2 separate regions of the Sus scrofa genome follow, and region 1 is linked to region 2. The links are chromatin contacts, called in public Hi-C maps. All regions are on one chromosome and are shown on one strand. Each heading gives the region's core, a stretch centred on a gene start, on an enhancer-like site or on the middle of the called end of the contact. The rest is flanking DNA. Distances are from core to core; before and after follow the strand shown.

The links. A called contact is a pair of places that touch in the nucleus more often than the background predicts.
Region 1: a Hi-C map of omental adipose tissue shows a contact between it and region 2, with 1.7 times the contacts expected there. The contact joins two enhancer-like sites. A contact is called at or near these places in 8 of 47 Hi-C or Micro-C datasets (embryonic fibroblasts, epiblast stem cells, fetal skeletal muscle and 5 more).

Annotation. Positions count from the first base shown.
Region 1 is chr7:17,946,121-17,951,907 of Sscrofa11.1, forward strand. The region is part of intron 3 of LOC106504342 (a long non-coding RNA gene); the gene reads left to right. Among named protein-coding and RNA genes, the nearest start is that of HDGFL1, 260 kb to the left of the region's middle. Within about 2 kb of position 4,016, at least 24 of the 83 cell types and tissues checked have an H3K27ac peak or open chromatin away from gene starts, as enhancers often do. A contact at or near this core is called in omental adipose tissue, skeletal muscle and subcutaneous adipose tissue, where this site is marked.
Region 2 is chr7:15,948,392-15,953,483 of Sscrofa11.1, forward strand. All of the region lies in intron 4 of CDKAL1 (threonylcarbamoyladenosine tRNA methylthiotransferase), which reads left to right. Among named protein-coding and RNA genes, the nearest start is that of CDKAL1, 40 kb to the left of the region's middle. Within about 2 kb of position 2,815, at least 42 of the 83 cell types and tissues checked have an H3K27ac peak or open chromatin away from gene starts, as enhancers often do. A contact at or near this core is called in omental adipose tissue, skeletal muscle and subcutaneous adipose tissue, where this site is marked.

The DNA of each region.
Region 1 (5,787 bases), core at 2,766-5,265, 2.0 Mb after region 2:
AGTGAACAAGGGCTCAGTATGTGGAATGGCAGCTTGATTTTCCTTCTTTTGACATCTGTTAAAAATGAGCTATGATATCATCAATCATATTAACTCTGTGGTATTGTGTTATTCCTTGGGTGTTCCCAGATTTCATCTGACAACTTTTTCTAGGAGTCAAACCATAAACACTTACTCCAGAGACTGTAATGAGAGGTACAGATAAAAATCCAGGGACTGGAACTGATTAAAAACAAAAAATAAAAAAACTCCAAACATAGTTTTTACACTCCTTCTTCCTCCAGCTACAAAATTAGTTCTTCACCTTAATCGCCTATAAGAAACCAGGAAAAAAAAAACCCTGAAAATTTAAAGAAATGAAGTTAATTACCAGAGACAGAATGGAGAAAAGAATAGAGAAAAGTTTTAGAACAATATTAAATTTATCCTGAAATAATACAAAGTAGTATGAGAAAGTATGTATCATCATCAGTTTGAGTAGAATATAATAATCTGCACAGCCATAACTAAAATAGTGGTAGTGCTTTAAGAATAATGATTGTATCACTTTAAGAATAATGAAGTATTTTATTGACAATTTCTAGGAGTATTTGCTTTATACAACAAGGAACAATGAATAAAACAGTTTTGTTTAAACCAATGACCTTCATGGGAAAATAGCAGTGTATTTCCTCATACTTAGAACATTCTATTTCTCTTTTTTGATACCTATGCACAACCCAAGACTACAGAACCCAACTCTCAAGGACATGTCAAACGTTGCCTGTGTTTAAAGCTCCTTAATACCTATTAAGATTATAAACAACAGTAGAGTATAAGGAGCACTTTGTCATAGTAATTTATATGTACACTGAATTTAACAAATTTGGCTGAGTACTTTCCAGTTCCATTTATATTAAATAAATTCATACATTTTTATTATTACACATCAAAAGGAAAGAACTGTAACAAAATTTACCAAGAACTTTGTGAGGAAACTAGCAATTTTTCACCCCATTTATTTCTTATTCTTCTTGCCAGGATGTAGCTATGCTAACATTTATGCTCAGCCATGTGACTGACTCTTGGCCAATTGGATAGACAGGTGGAAGTGATGTCTATCATTTCTAGGCTTGGCCCATGCAAACTACCCACATGCCAGTTTCTACGTTCTTTCCTCTTTCATGATGACCTTGGAAACTATTTGTGGAACCTGGTGGAACCACAGGGTGGAATGGGGTCAGCTCTCTGAAACATGGAAAAGAGCCATTTAGCAATCAAGGACACTTGTCTTGGACCTTAAGTGATCAAGTAATAAACCACTGATACTTAGGAGTTTATTTATTGGAACAGCTAGAGTTACCTTTGTTACTACAGTTTAGACTAATTTAGATATGATTCAAAAGTGTTTATTATGTTTGGATACGACGTGTCTCTGGAAACATTGGACCAAAGTTATTTTCTAATAATTCCCACAAAGTAACTGAAGTCATAGTGAAAAGCCCATTTTCTTGTGACCTACTAGCCAGCATTGATATGAGAAATTGAATAATGAGAATAAAAATAACAAAGAAATAAGACAAAGCTTAAGGAGTCTTTTTAACAACCAGCTGCCTCATCTTTCCATTGTAGAAATATGTTGGGAGAAATTCCAGTTACTTACGGCCTCTACAAAGCTATGGAAGGTTTTGAAAGTTGGTTCTTACATACAAAGCAATGGAAGGTTTTGAAAGTTGGTTCTTAGGTTCAGACCATGAGAAGGAACTGGCTTCCAAAAGAATGATTTCTAGTTCTATATAGCTTTTGCATCACACTTAACCCATAGTATAATTGGCCTTCTTTACTTAATTGAAGGTAGTGACCATAGGGGAATAAGGAAGAAATAATCACAAATATTCACTTTGACTCAAGTTTTATGACCCAGCCCACCATTATCATTCTGTTCATTTTAAAAATCCACCTTTCTGGACATGCCAGCATCCTTTTAATTTTTCTCCAAGCGCCCTAAAAGTAGTTACAAAAAGAAGTAAAAGTTATAGAAAATGACCTCAGCAAATATAAATAGGCCTTACGTGAAAGGTAACAGTGACATACTATATCCCCAAATCCCTTAGGTGCATCTAAAGTAGAATTATCACATGCAGTTGATAACTCTTGGGGTGATGCTCAACCCATAGCCTGCCCATCCTGGGAATATCCTCCCCATTCCACAGAGGTCTGTTTCCAGGACTCATGTATGTAGATGGTGGTTCTAGTCCTGACCATGGTGCAATGGATCAATTAGTCAGCTAAGATTTTTCCCTCCGGGAATTCAGGGATTTTAGATACAGCAGTAGCAGTAAGTCTGGTCTGTAACTAGACATGGTGATAAGTCAATTGTAGAATCTAATGGAAAGTGATGCCAATCTTCAAAAGAACATTTTCAGACCTATAAATGAGACAATCAGCCTGAGAGAGAGGGAAAGAAGGACTTAGAGACAGAGGCAGAGAATGAATAACCAAATGAAAGAGAGCCTATATTACTACTGGCTTCCTCTTCCTGGTTATAAACCCTCCTCTGGAACATGGCGAGCTTCTGGATTGGCTCAGAATAAAGGTGTCGATGAATGGCATGCTCAAGCCTCCCTAACACAAGCCTGCTCTGGCCAGTGATAAATGATGTCTTTGATTAGCCTTTCTCTTTCAGCTGCCCCTTTCCAACTCTCATACTGTTTTTTTTTTTTTTTTTTTAATCTCTGCCTTACTGATTTTTCAGCAACTCATTTCCTACTTATCTCTAAAGATCTGGCTTAAGTATCACCTCCTCAGTGAAGTTTTATCAAATTCTGTTAGACAAAGTTAGTCATTTCTGCACCTGTGTTTTCATAGTACTTTCCACATTCCAGAACTTATAACTATTTGCTTATGCAATTCTCATCCCTCAAACTAGGAGTGCTTGTGAGTGAAATTATAATATACTTTTCTTTGATTCTCTAACAGCTATCTGTGTCTGACACATAGTAGGCTCTCAATCAATGTTCATGAAATGAATGAATCAGTGTTGCCAATTTAGTTGGTGTTATATCCTCTGTGATTTCTTAAAACACGAAGACACTCTTTAAAGTGTTGTGTGCACCCAATATTTTGAAGAGAACCTTTTCTTTGGAAGGAACTCTGCCTTCTTGCTCTCTGCCAACACTCATCTTGAGGCAGGAGCTTTCTAGAATACTTATTATTTTATAATTAAGATATCTTCATAAGGAATGACTCAATTCCACCTATAGCTAGGGTCCATTAGCAAATAAGGTTTTCTTTCACTCCTAAATCACTCCTAGAATTAGTTTATACTTTGAAACATTATATAGGGTAACTGCTTTGAAATGCTTCAAAAACTATTATGATTTAGATTATTAACAAGAAGCCATCTACTGTATTGGTCAAGCTATCAAGATACATTAGTTATACCATGAAGCTTCAAACTGATTTGAAGAAAAGTATAGATTAAAATAGAGGTTTTTTTAGAGATCCAGATAAGCCTAAAGTGTATTATCAGGATAATGAATGGAACACCTCATAAATCCTAAATTTCATCAATGCCATGTCTCTACCACATTGGAATTAAGATTTATAGGCTCACTACTGTTAATCCAGGGGGTAGACATTTAACTACAACCCAGGCATACCTTGCAGGGCTATAGGGCTTTTGCTTTCTTCTTGTTACACAGAAGCATGACCTATTGGATCACCAGATTTTTTAAATATGTACAGAGGGAACAGGAAAGGAGCAAAAGCAAAGGGATTTTAAAATTTCTGCATGTATGTGTCTTTCTGTCTCTCTTTTTTGTGTGTATTTTTACAAAATTATATGTATAATACACACGTATACATAATCAAGTATATATGTGTGTGTGTATATATATATAAATATGAAAGAGCTCTTCTGATTTATTTTCTTCAACCTTTCATAAGGTGAAGTTTCATCAAACCACATCATGTGACTCTCCAGGAACCTCACTGAACAGGTCTGACTCATCGTCTGGGAATTTTAAATAGGCATGTGCTTCCATGAGAGTTAATACTTAAAAACACACATACAAACTGGCAGTGAAAGAGAGAAAGAAAGAACGAAGAAAAAAAAAAAAAGCTCAAGTGAAACTTTTGCTTGGCACAAACACTCAGGTCAGACACTGGCCACTCAATATTTCACAGTTAATTACCACGTGGAATTACCTTTAGAGGGAACGTGGTGGCTGAGTGCTCAGGGGACAGAGGCAGTAAATCTACAGTTTATATTGTTAAGTCGGCCGGGTTGGATTAAGCAGTGAAAGAACTGCCCCTGAAATGGTTGACCCTGATTCCCCTCTGAGATAGGAAGTTTTCCTCAGATCCAAGGGCTGTGCCTGCCCACTAGTGGTCAGATGGCAGAGCAGGTACCTGGACATTCCTTAGAGGGGTTTATGCCCTTAAGTTCTGTCTGGATAAATGTGGGAATGGCAGTGCCACTTAGTCTGATTTTTAAGCAAGGATTTGGGGATCTGTCAACTCAGTTCTGTCAGAGAAGTTAGAATAACAAAGGCCAAGTCAATGACAAGCAAACAAAAGTTTCCATTTGCAAAATGTACTTACAACTCTTATTTGATGAGGTGTAAGCTTTGTGATAGGAACTGAGACTTCAGCTCTATTACCAAAGGATTGATTGGATCAGTGACACCTGGTACAGAATAACAACTTTCTTCTCTTTCTTCCCAGATCTTCATAGAATACCACACTGGGATATTTTCCAGTTTAAACATCATAGAATATTCTTCCACTGCCAATGGGATTATCTGGAAAAAATTTAGAGAAGAATTAAAACTCCTCCACCAGTTTGACCCAACCTGTATTTTCATCATTATCTCCATTAAGTCCCTAAACAAAACAAAATCTATAGTCTAGCTAAGCTCAATTAAACATTCTTCTCATCAGAATTTTCCCAGTTTGTTCTGCTCCTTAACTACCCACTTGAACTATCAACCATATTCTGTCTACCTATACAAAGTCAAATCCAACATCATCATTAAACTCTAAAATTCTTACCGCAACATGTACTAATTGTGTGAAAGTTGTTGTCATATACTTCCGTTGTCATATTTGTATCTTGAACTGTCACTACATTTATGACTTCTTTTAGAAATCATGTCATATTCTCTTTTTTATCCTTCTTAATGTTTAGCAAAGGCATTTTCCTTTTAATAGCATATTCTCAAATATTTATTGAAGGTAAAACACAAATAAATTAGTGGTTTAATTTTTCAAGTCGGGACTCAAAACAAGGCAATGTGACGAAGCCACCCCTCTGCAGGTTTAGTTTTCTTTATCACCTCTAAGAACTTCAGTCTTACGCTATGGGTAAGAGGCCACCGGATGGCTTACTGACACCCTGGTAATCTATAAAATTCCTTTGACCTTCACAGGAGTATTAAAGTTTATGATATGCAAACTGTCTCAATTTTTAAACATTTTTTAAAATAAAAATTTGGTCCTCTGAATACCGTTGGAAAAATTAAATGTGTTTTAAAACTAGCATGATATATGTTATAAATGTTAAAAATTTGATATTTTTCCATCTAATTGGTGACTCTTAGTTACTCTAATTTACACCTCAAATACTAATTCAAAGAGTGCCTTGATTTACTCACACTCATTAAACATTTTATTTGTTTTTAAACTTAGAGTTTACCAGAATTCCCGTCGTGGCTCAGTGGCTAACGAATCCGACTAGGAACCATGACATTGCAGATCCAATCCCTGGCCTTGCTCAGTGGGTTAAGGATCCAGCATTGCCATGAG
Region 2 (5,092 bases), core at 1,565-4,064:
GTAGATTATTTTGAAATAGAATAGACTTTAGTCCTGCAACTAAGACGCCAAATTTGGTTCAGTTAATCCATTTTTTTAGTTCTTCTTGGGGAAAGTATTTTGGAGTTTTCAATTCAGTACATTTTCCTTGCTAAAGAAAAATCTAGATGAGTAGTTTATTTCACAAGTAGCAACTAAGTAGGATTTATAAGTCAGCAACTTACAGATATTTTCCCCTTTTCCTGGTACAAAGGGAATGGTAAATAGTGGTTTTTGGTAACTCAAAGACAAAACTTAATGGCTGTTAAAACTGGGTATTTGGTTTTGTAGTTTGAAATTATATTTAATTTTGGTCATATCTATCTTCGTAGTTTAAAGGATAAACAGTTCAAACAGTAAGAAAAAAGCAGTTTGTGTTTTGTCAGTTTTCAACTTTAGATATCAGTAAATCATTGCTGTAGCCTTCTTTATCTTTTGTTTGCACAAAAAACCTGTTAGAATTATGTCTGGGGGGACCATCTGCTGTGGTTCCCAGTCTTGTCAGTGTGATAAGGGATAAGCTGTATAAACAGGGGCACCAAAAAAAAAAAAAAAAGAAAGCAAGAAAGAAGGCTGCTTTTAGGAAAGGAAAAGTATGGTGTGGATTTAATTTTATGATGTACCCACACACAGTCATAGGATTTTGCTCATAGTCTGTCAAGATTGAGCATGTAATGTATTTATTTAGAAATCACAGGTCTGTGTTACTTGAATGGTTTCTCTTCACATTAATATTATATCTTCCTTTTTGATTGTAGGGTTCCTACTTTGGAGGTCAGGCTTTTTCATAAGTTCTTTGAAAATATTTTAGTAGAACTCTTGACATTGCAATATTTTCCAGAATGTCTCTTCAGTTTTTAGATTTTTTTTTTTTCCTAGCTATTAATTTGTCTCTGAGTTGAATCCTCCAAAATCGTCCTGTTCCTTTTTCAATTGCAACAAGGTCATGGTGCTTCATGAGGAACAAGCCAGCCATTTCCATGGCAACATATTCTATCAAAACATCACAAATCTGTCTTGCCCCTTACCTTTCAACTCTCAAGTGCAGAAAGAAGGAGGTGTGTAAGCAGTGTCATTATTCTTACAGTGTATTGGATTACATGAAGGCTGGAGGAAAGTCAGTTAAAAAAATTAAGCTCAAAAGTACCTAAATGCACTTAGCTATGTATATGTAGTGTGTGTATGATTTATTTTGAATTAAGCAGTTGTTTTAGGATGGAAAAATGAAGATTCCAAAAAATTGCTGTGAAGATTGATCATTTAGTGTCTAAGAGAACAGTAAAAGAAAAACAAGTATCTGAGTTATACTCGTAAGCATATCGCACAGTCACTCCAGTCAATTAAAGTCTACCTTTACTTAAAGGCTCTAGCACATTCCCATCAGTCATTTTGGCTTAAGGCAGTGTTACTTCATCATGAGAGTGGCACCTCGAACTTCTAAGTGTGTCCAGAATTTTCTCATGTTTTTTTTTTTTTTTTTCTGTTAGGAGGAACTGGTGAGATAATGTAATCATCACTTGTTAATGGAAGGGGAGGACAGTGGGTATTGCATCATTATTGAAGATTTTATAGCCTTTGATAGCAGGTATTAGGGAGTACAGGACATCCTTTTTTTTTTAATAAATCAAAAAATTTAAAATGTATTTTAGGAGCTCCCACTGTGGCACCAAGGGGATCAGCGGCATCTTGGGAACCCTGGGACGTAGGTTTGATCCCCGGCCTGGCACTGTGGGTTAGGAATCTGGTGTTGCTGCCCCTGCTGCTTAGGTTGCCACTCTGCCTAGGATCTGATCCCTGGCCTGAGAGCTCCATATGCCATGGGGCAGCCAAAACAAACAAACAAACAAACAAACAAATATCTGTGTGTGTGTGTGTATGTATGGATATGTGTGTATATATACAAAATATGTATATATTTATTTATTTATTTCTTGGCCAGACATTTTTGCAAAATTCCCAGTTTGTCATTGTGACCCATGAAGATGGTAAATGGGGTAAGGCTTGGTGCTTGCTCTTTGCCCATGTCCCCTGTCACATGCCCCATGCTGCATCTTTGCTAGCCCTTCCTATAGAGTGTCCCCCCTTCCTCCGGAGGTTTGGCTCACCTGACTCACCCCTCCTGTTCGGTGGCAGGCACTTTCTTTTCTCTGGAGGAATGAGCCATGGAGCAAGTGTTCAGTAAACATTTGCTGAGAGAATAGAGATCGGAATGAATGGAGTTTGTTGTTTGGTATAAGCTGTTTTCTCTCTATGGGAAAGGTATATACTCCCATATTTTTTTCGCTGTGGATATGTAAAATGAAGCTGGAATATGTTCTCCACGCCCCTGGTGCCTTTCCAGGCCTTTGCACACAGCCAATCACAAGAGAACTCCTAAGCCCACCTCTTTTCCTCCTTTACTTTCACTTCTGACTAGCCAACCGTGGCAACTGTCTTGTGGGAGAAAGTTTTCAGAGTTTACAAGAATTACTTGTGAATTACTTGCATTACAGTGTTTTATTATGAAATAACAGAGAAAAAGACTAAAAGAAGAAGATACAGGACAGCCATAGCCTCCCTACTGAGATGTAGACATAAAACATTACTGGTACAGCTGAAGCTCCCTGACATACGGAGTGGAGATTAGATGGGAGTCTATTTTTCATTCTCCCTTTCTGCCTGTTTACTCCAGAAAAGATCCAGCCTTCAAAGGAAATCGTCTCCTCCTCTGTGCTTTCCTAGAACCACCCCAGGCCTGTGAACCTGCCAGTGTATTATTATAACCATCTGTTCAGATGTCTGTCACCTCTGCCAGGCTGTGCTTCATCTTTGTGTTCCCAGCACCGTGCACAATGCCTGGGATGGAATAGGTGCTCAGTAAGTGCTTGTTGCATAAATGGGTGAATGAATGAATAGGTACAATTCTTTTCTAACAAATACCATTTGAATGTAGGATTCTGTTTAGCAAAACTATTTCCTTGTCCAGCCCATAGTTACAGGGCCTTGCTGTTCTGATTTGAGCAAATTGAATTAAACATAAAATCTTGTAGAACAGATGCACTTACAAGTCTCTGCTCACGCAGCTGCTGGTCTGTTTAATAAAAACATTGCTGTTTTGCTTGAGTATTCATAGCTTTTTCTTTTTGTTAACTCTGTTAGTATCGTGGTGTAAGCAGAGACCACAGACTCTGAGATGAGTGGAAGAATGAGCCAGTGATCAGAACTGAGGGAGACAGTAGGAGATGGGTGAGGTAGATGTAAATAGGAGTTGTCTTGAATAAAAAGAATAAATATATATATTTGTCCTCCTTGGACCATATAACTCTTGTAAGTTTTAGATCCCAAATTTCTCAGGCAGTTATTATTCATCTTCCCTACCCTAAGTCACCTAGGTATATAACATCTCTACTTTGTATTATTAAGAGTAAATGCAGAGGTATTTGCTATTTATTTATTTATTTATTTATTTTCGGCTGCCCCTCGGCATGTGGAGTTCCTAGGTCAGGGATCAGATCTGAGCCGTAGCTGCAACCTAAGCTGCAGCTGTGGCAATGCCAGACCCATTAACCCACTGTGCCAGGCCAAGGATTGAACCTGTGTCCTAGTGCTCCCAAGATGCTGCCGACCCCATTGTGCCGTAGTGAGAGCTTCAGTATTTTCTTTAAGTTAAGAATTCAGGTATGATTTATATTCAGTAAAATGTTCAGATCTTAAGTGTTCAGTTCAGTGAATGTTGTCCTATTTTGTACAGCTGTGTGCCACCTCCCAAAGAAGACGGAGGAGACTTCCATCACCTCGGCAGAGTTTGTTGTGCCTCTTTCCACTCTGGCCTTCCTTTCTCTTCCCCTCTGTAGCAGCCAGTTTCTTTCTTTCCTTTTTTTTTTTTTTTTTTTTAAGGGCTGCACCCGTGGCATATGGAGGTTCCCCAGGCTAGGGTCCACTTGGAGCTGCAGCTGCTGGCCTACGCTAGAGCCACAGCAACGCCAGGTCCGAGCCGTGTCTGCGGTCTGTGCCACAGCTCATGGCAGCGCTGGATCCTTAACCCGTTGAGCGAGGCCAGGGATCACACTGAGTCCTCATGGATGCTAGTTGGGTTTGGTAACCACTGAGCCACAACAGGAATTCTGTAGCAGCCAGTTTCTGATACTGTTCCCTGGTTGTTCTTGAGAATCCTTTAAACAAAATCATATGGTCTTTACCCTTTAGTGTCTGCCTTCTTTTACTCACAATACTCTTTCTGAGATTCCTTCATATTGTTGCATGTATAAATTCCATTTGCTTCTGGCAGCAACATGTGTATACTAGCAACCAAATACAATTTTTTTTTTTTTAACCTTAAAGCTGAGAGATTTCCTAATACTTTTTTAGGCATATTGTTAAAATAGAATTAATGACAGCAACTCACATTTATGGAGTACCAGCCCCTATGGCAAGTGCTTTGCATGCATTATCTCATTTAGTTGCATTCTGTACTCATGCGTCTGTTTAATTCTCTGTGGCAGACCTTTTTGGTGGAAGTCTTGATATCCAGTGAAGGATTTGATGTTTGCCAGAAGAAACTGTCTTGTGTTGTAAAATTTTAATTGTTTTCTTCAGGACCGAGCAGGAAGAGTGTGAAAGGGCAGTGGAAGCGTGGCATTGGCTGGGGAGGAAAGCAGTAGAGTAGCTCAGTTTACACTTCCCTACATGGCTGTAGGAATAGCCTCTGTGTATATGAAAAGTTGTTGTGTTAAGGCTTTTCAGAGATGCTTATAATAATATGACGCCCTTCTTTGTGTTCAGAATTTTATCGGTCCAGCTTTGGGTGTTTATGTGTAGGTTTTGTTTTGCTTGCACTTACATAATACTTGATGTGTGCCAGACACTGTGCTGACTGCTTTGTATGTAGTCTCACAAATCTACAAAGTGCAACGTTTTTCTTTTAATTTCTGTTTCATATATGAGGCTGTGGAGGCCTTGAGAGTTTAAAAGACTGGACCAGGAGTTCCCATTGTGGTACAGCGGAAATGAAGCTGACTAGGAACCATGAAGATGCGGGTTCAATCCCTGGCCTTGCTACTGGGTTGAGGATCTGGCATTGTCGTGAGCTGTGGTG